Regions from separate parts of the Danio rerio genome. Here region 2 is linked to region 1. Evidence: chromatin contacts called from public HiCAR-type data. All regions are on one chromosome and are shown on one strand. Each heading gives the region's core, a stretch centred on a gene start, on an enhancer-like site or on the middle of the called end of the contact. The rest is flanking DNA. Distances are from core to core; before and after follow the strand shown. Region 1 overlaps itga5 (integrin, alpha 5 (fibronectin receptor, alpha polypeptide)). Region 2 overlaps LOC137489140 (a long non-coding RNA gene).

Region 1 (3,646 bases), core at 848-3,347:
GCTGTGAGTTATCTCTGTGTGTGTTTCCCAAGATTTACGCGTCTTTTTCACTCATTTGTCTGGATTTCTCTGGACAGAGCCTGACCCAGCTGACCTGCAGTTACGAGACGGAAAATCAGACCCGTTACCTCAGCTGTGACCTGGGGAACCCCATGAAGTCGGGCACCAGCGTAAGCAGCTTTATTTTACTCTGCTTTCTGTTTGTGTTTACATGCATGAGTGGCTTGAGAATTCACGTTGGGATGACTGAAGAGCACATTTTATCAAGGGTATTTTCATCAGACTGCTTTGCCAGTGTGGCTGACAATTATTTAAGCTATTTTTCATATTATTTCTTATAATATAATACTTTTTGTGTCACTGTTTTGGTGGTATATTTGGCGTACCTATGTATGTTTGTCAAATGGACGTCAGAGTTTTGATATCAAATTGATTTGCAGTGTTTTAACGTGTTTTTTGATTTTGATGTCAAGGTGAGAGCAAATATTGATACTCTCCAACAGCGGTGTGATCACATAGTTATAGTTATAGTTATGCTGAGCTCTTACATTTTATCTTGATTAGATTTTTTTTTTTTTTTTTTTACAATCAGTGTTGCCAGATTGGGTGGCTTTGAATTTGATTGTGTTGCTAAAGAATGCTATAGGCAGGATGGCATAATGTTGGCAGTTTTAAAATGTAAATTTTATATGCAAATGATTTAACAAAACATAACTGTGTGCTCCTAGTCCATTCTGTTATTAGTGACCAGTGCATAGGGTAAACTGCATGAACCCACCCTCAAGGGGTGGTGAAGGAAAGTTGTATTAAAATTTGACTACCCTTAGCGTACAAATGCGTTATGCAGTTAAACTCATGCTGTTAAACTCGGTTTAATTAAACTCAGTTTATCAGGACAATTTTTATGAATTTATACAGCATTTTTGAAAGTAAAACATACACTAATAGGTAGTGTAATCTACAGTCCACCACAATAAGTGCAGCGTGTGGGTGAGATGGGTGCAGTGTTTCGATGTGATCCAGTTATATTGTAATTTTATTATTAGTGTTCTGTTCTCTGGTGACTGTTGGAATTGGTTGCTGTATGGTTAAAAAAATGATAGTTAAAGAAACTAGGCTAATTTTTTATTTACATAAATTTAAATAAAATAAAATATTAGTCTATTATTTGCCCGTTTTTTTTTTTTTTTGTGCATTTGGGTGGGTTTTAGACAGTTTTTGGACTGAAAAATTCAGCTATATCTGGCAACACTATGTATTTACTAGGGATGGGTACTGAAACTTTATTGTTATTGGTGCTACATTATAAAAGACAGAAGTATCGATAAGCTTTGACGTTAACGGTTCTGCTATCGGTACTGGAGAATTATTGCTGAATAAACATCACTTACAGTAGCACAATTTCACTGACCAACCTTTTCTAATTTGCCATATTTGATATTTGTCTGCACAGTTGGCAGTCTCGCATAATAAATGCTTTTATTTCCGGTGAGCGCGTCAAATATAAAAGCCTTCACAGTTGTGGGCTGTGCGCGCGCATTCAGTGAAGGCTATTGCCAAGCGCACACATACAGCTCGCGACACAGACTCATGTAATAATAAAAAAGATACACTCAAATAATTTTTGCAGCTTCTTCAAATTACTTTTTAAGGTATAAAAACCTATTTAAAATGAACACAATTCCATTTTTTGAGACAATTCAATTGTTTTATTTTAAGTCCACTTGAATGTGTAAAACCAATTAATTTAACTTAATTTGTGTTAAGACAATGGGAAGGGATTGTGTGGAACACAGCATTTTTTAACAGTGTAGTGGAATTACTCAATGAGTGCAGATCACGACCTTTTGAGTTTGTGATGTCCGTACATAACATTTAATTAACCAGTTTTCCAATGACAAATGACCGGAAAAGTCATGGAACTGCTGACTGCTGAAAATGAGCATTTTTTTCCAAACAAAAACCAGACCTTACTATGTGTCTTGTTAGTCATATACGCTTTATTACTCATCTAACGTGTGTTAGTCAGCTCATAGTGCTGTCTGGGGGTCTTGTTAGATCATGTTTGGACGGGCAGGAAGTTCCCACCAGCGATGCAGGAAGTGACTGTCATTTTGGCTCTGCCCCATTACAGACTGGAGTTCCCCATTACAACATGGCACTCTGTGAAGGTGGAGTGATTTATGGCTTTTTTAAATGTGTCTGTAGAGATGGACTATAGTTGGTTGAGTATTCAAACTGCTCAATATGTGTTTCCATACACCTCTGTTTATTTTTGTAGTCACTTCAGGGCAGGTTATCTAGGTGTTTTATTCAGCTGTTTTACTATTAACGTAATTTTAGCCCATTATTTTTTATGGACCACCAAAGAGGTTCCTCAAAACGACTGGGCTCTATCTGTAATCTTATCTTGTGTAATGAGAAATTCAGAAATCACACACATCACACACACACACGTTCATTAACACCCACACACAAACTCTCACACAAAACAGCTGCTGGTATGGGGTCTTAGGTTTTTTTTGAGCATGTGGTGTGAACATAAAACCACAAATATAAAATGAGCGCTGGATCCCCCATGCAGTATGTGGTTGGTAGGAGATTTCAGCACTATGGGACTGAGGCTTGTAACTAGTGGTCAGGGTTTCTGTGGGTTTCACCAAGTCAGGATCGGTGAAATGTTTCAAAATGTTCATTTTTGTAACATAAACTATGACCCCGTTTACACGAATATATTTTAAAATGCATACGTTTTGCCCCAGTTACACCTTCCATCCACACTACGCTGGTATTTTTGAGCACCGAAAATGGAGCTTTTTGAAAATGTTGAAGAGGCCATTTTCATCTTGAAACGCTGCTGCTCTGTTTCAGTGTAGATGGGGGAAAACGGAGACATCTGAAAACGGAGGTGGGGCTGCAGACATTCTACTATCTGATTGGGGCTTCCTCCTCAATATTAAGTAGCCTACACAAAGTTCAGTCTTGCATCCTTTCTTTGTAGGTTCTGACTTCGCATTTTTAATATGGAAAACAAACTCCCGAGGACATGTCGGGAGGATCTTCAAAAAGAACACTGCGCTTTATAACCTCATTCACATCACCCTGGCTACGTTGTTTTACTTTCTTAACAATAAAATGAAAACATGATATAAGGAACTGTCATTTTTCATTTTGATATTAGCAACTTAAAGGCACCAAAAATGTTGAGGCGTCATGTAGCTACATATTTATATCACCGTCATCTTCATTGTATGCATATTTTTAACAAAACACAGCCTATAACATTACTGCCTCCTTTCATTTTTATTGAAAATATGAAACACACCTTCTCTTTTGCTGAATATCAGTTTTAATTATACCTGCCAGCACTCACGTTTTTCCTGGGAGTCTCCGGTATTTCAGACCCATCTCCCACCACCCTCCCATTTTGTTATTTCTATTTGATCCTGGAAAACTCTCATCATTTTTCCCACTGACTGCCTGGAGCTCAGACGCTGCAGTGCATGCCAGAGCGTGTGTGCGTGTGCGTGCGTGCGTGCGTGCGTGCGTGTGTGTGTGTGTGTGTGTGTGTGTGTGTGTGTGTGTGTGTGTGTGTGTGGGTGGTCACGTGATGTGTGTTTTGAGCAGTGTAGTGTGGATGGAGAAC
Region 2 (3,632 bases), core at 545-3,044, 140 kb before region 1:
TGTTGGGTTGCAGCTGGAAGGGCATCCGCTGTGTAAAAAAAAAACATATGCTGGATAAGTTGCTGGTTCTTTTTGCTGTGGCGACCCCTAATTAATAAAGGGACTAATCTGAAAAGAAAATGAATGAATGTCAAAAATTCATGCTTGGAGTAATGCTTTTTGAGTATTTTTATTATTATTTGCCATCTTAAATGCAACCATGGTAATGCTGACAGAAACACAAATAACAACATGGCAAGATTCAGTAGTTGTGAGTTTGAAAGTACAAAGGTTATAGTTTGCTTTGTTCTTGGTCACATTTTCCAATCAGGTTTCAGTAGTTAATGTTAGGTAATGTATTTAACTCATGATGAACAATATTTTATTAATCATAGTTCAGCATTTATTTATGTATTAGTACCATGTAGGGCTGCACAATTTATCGTTTCAGCATTGATATCGCAATGTGTGCATCTGCAGTAGACACATCGCAGGAAGTCAAGCAATTTCAAGAAAATTTAAACCATTTAGACACCAGAAATTACAAAGTTTGCCTCCTCCGAGAACCATAAAGTACTGAATGTTTGATGTTTTATTATTGTTTCTGTCATTTATTTGTTTTTTGTTTTTATAATTTTGTACATTTTATACAGATGCACTCCCATGAAATCATCCCAATCAATGTAAAACGATCAGTTCTTTTTAAAAATAGTGACCTTGTGAAATTATATTCATATTGCAATATCGCAGAAAAACAAAATATCTCAATGTCTGTTTTTTTCCAGCCCTAGTACTGAGGTAACAATGGACAGCGTTATTTCCATTAACTAACATGTATAAATACTGTAATAAATGTACTGTTCATTGTTAGTTCATGTTAAGAAATAATTTAACTTCCATTAACTAATACAACCTCATTGTAAAGTATTACCTTTTATTTAGTAATATTTCATGTAATATTTTCCTGCTGAAAAAAAAAACAGCTTAAACCAGCCTAGGCTGGTTGGCTGGTTTTAACTGGTTGACCAGCCTGGTTAAAATGTAACCCTTTGGCCATTTCCAGGCTGGTTTAAGCTGGACACAGCTGGTTTTGGCTGCTCATCTCCCAATCTGACCAGGCTTGAAATGACGGAAACCAGCCTGGAAATATGCCCAAACCCCTCTAAAACCAGGCTGGTTGACCAGCTAAAACCAGTCAACCAGCCTAGGCTGGTTTAAGCTGGCTGTTTGAGCAGGGTTGTCATCAAGTGTTTTCTATTTTTATTAATATTTATTTAAGATTTCTGAATTTATAATCAAACTATTTTATTTATATACTACTGTATATAAATAAAGTGAAAAAATAATCACATATGAATGAGTACATTTTAGAGTATATGCTTTAAATATAAAATAAATAAAAAGAGGTGCTTCCATGGTCCATACATGTGAACTTTAAAAGGAATTGAATTGACAGATTATTAAATTTATATTTCATAATAAAGAGATAAGAGATTTTTGCCATATCGTCCAGCCCTGTGTCTCACTGTTATGCTGTTGTTCAGTCACTGATTAGATAAACAGTGGCTGAGTATCTTAATAAGGTACATTCCTTTCTGCATTCATTGTGTTCTTGTGTGAACTATGAAAGTTTCCTTCACAGGTAACGGAAACGACTTGATGTTCTTGCTCCAGTGAAGTAACTTAAGGAACAACAGAGGGGAAAAAAAACACAAAGGCTGCCATGACAGCTGGAAAAACAGCGGTGAGTGGAGATATTTCTGTTGTACGTGAGCTGCGCTTGTGACTCACTTTGTAAACAGTTTAGCCGCTAACAACCACTTGCTGCTTTGTTTGCTTTGTTGTTACTTGTGGTTGGTTATGGCAACATATTAACTGCTGCGTAGCTCACTACAGATTATTCAAAACTGCTGAATGATATAATTTCCTCTCGTATTCTTAGAGATAACATATTTAAATCACGCCTAGCTTCAAAGAAATTCTCAGTAAGTGTATGTGTACTGAAATATCCTCTTAGCAACATAAGGCAGAAGTGAAACTTTCTGTAACTGCAGATTTCTGAGCAGAATTGTCTGTAATAGCGAATATTGTCATGCTGTACTTCCTCATTTTGCAGGCAGGGGGAGATTATGATTCATACAATGATAATCCCACCCATATGATGTAAATTACGGGTGACCTGGGGCATTGAAACCCTCAGATGTCATCACACAAAAGGAGTTCCTCTCATATTATTTACATAAAATAAGCACGGCGAATCCCAGAATGCAATTTATTGTGCTACGATATACAATTTAAAATCTTTTCTTTTTTTTTTTCTGCCCTGAGAGATGTTGCAGCAGAGGTTCTACATTGTTAAAGGCATACGAAATCAATTATGTCATATATTTGCAGGCGCACGGCCATCATGCAGGAAAATGAGAAAGGAACTTTAACAAAGACAGAACATGACAACATGGCCAAGCTGTTCCAAGAGGACTGAGAAAACAGCTGCATGTCAGATGAAGAAAGCTTTACTGAAGAGAGAAATACAGTATGTCTGTAGAAAATCTTTGCCTGTAGAAAGCCTTCGTAAGAAGTGCTGTTGCATTATTATTATTATTAATAATAATAACAATAATATTGTTAATATTGTTAATAGTGATAAATGTTAAGTGCACTTTCTCCCAAATCTATATTTTAATGTAATATAAAATTACAGTAGGCCTAATATAAACCGAAAAAGCTATTTTTAAAAAATATTTGTTATATGTTATATTGAAAAAAACCAACATGGGCTCATTCTGAAACCGTAGCCCTATATAAGTTTCTGGAGATCGCGAATTATGTAGCCAGAAGTACGTTTGGTTGCGTTTTGTCTTTAAAACAGGCCAGTATGATGCTGTTTCTTTTCGCGCTATGGCAGTTAAGTGCTTACCTTCATATGGACGGCTTTCTTGCTGTGACCATTTTGACCAGTGGCTTGCAGTGTACGTCGACGTACTTGAGATGCAAAAAAGAGCTGACTGCTACAACAGGGTTCAAGTCCATCAAAGAGCGGTTCCAGAAAGCAGGTAAGGCAAAAACAAAAGCCAAAAAAATTAAATAAACAAGTAAATAACAGGATGAGAATGTGGTAAAATCTGAAAACGTGGTAAAAATCATGGAGATTTTCTATTTCTGTATTGGTTTTCAAAACACTGTTGGTTGCGTTTAGGGAAGTGGGTGGGGGCTGGTTAATTGGTGCTTTTTAAAACACTTTCGGTTGGGTAAAGGGAAGGTAGGTGAGGAGATTGGTCGGTCGGTCAGTCAGTCAATCGACAGTGGCCTCTGTTGGATTTATGTGAGAAGAGCAGCATGGCATGCGCAAGAGAAATCTGAGATCTCAAAAAACATACACAGCGGCCTCTGGTGGATTTGCAAAAACTACAAAAAAAAAACCTTCTGGGACATATTTGGCGCTCTCCAAATATGTATATAGAGGTATATTTTCAGAAAGAGCCTGGTTTGCAAAAAACACAGGGTTCCACACAGTTCCTTCATGTTGTCCCAAAACAAATCGATTTATGTAACTCCACCCCCCTCCAATAATTATGTTGATTCAGCTCATTTTAAAATTAGTAGTTTGAAGAAAAGGCCAAAATCATTTTTGAGTGTAATATTACTAGTTTATA

What was found. HiCAR-type assays count read pairs that join an accessible place to other places.
Region 2: a contact with region 1 is called in a HiCAR-type map of caudal fin, with 4 times the contacts expected there. The contact joins two enhancer-like sites. A contact is called at or near these places in 4 of 18 Hi-C or Micro-C datasets (caudal fin and embryo) and 1 of 4 datasets of contacts at active chromatin or transcription factors (caudal fin).

What each region holds. Positions count from the first base shown.
Region 1 is chr23:36,426,367-36,430,012 of GRCz12tu, reverse strand. itga5 (integrin, alpha 5 (fibronectin receptor, alpha polypeptide)) reads left to right here. Exons shown (of 30, transcript NM_001004288.2): 21 at 78-170. Among named protein-coding and RNA genes, the nearest start is that of itga5, 88 kb to the left of the region's middle. Within about 2 kb of position 2,097, at least 20 of the 62 cell types and tissues checked have an H3K27ac peak or open chromatin away from gene starts, as enhancers often do. A contact at or near this core is called in caudal fin, where this site is marked.
Region 2 is chr23:36,570,848-36,574,479 of GRCz12tu, reverse strand. It overlaps LOC137489140 (a long non-coding RNA gene), which reads left to right. Exons shown (of 6, transcript XR_011008495.2): 3 at 1,622-1,723; 4 at 2,374-2,512. Among named protein-coding and RNA genes, the nearest start is that of csrnp2, 41 kb to the left of the region's middle. Within about 2 kb of position 1,794, at least 11 of the 62 cell types and tissues checked have an H3K27ac peak or open chromatin away from gene starts, as enhancers often do. A contact at or near this core is called in caudal fin, where this site is marked.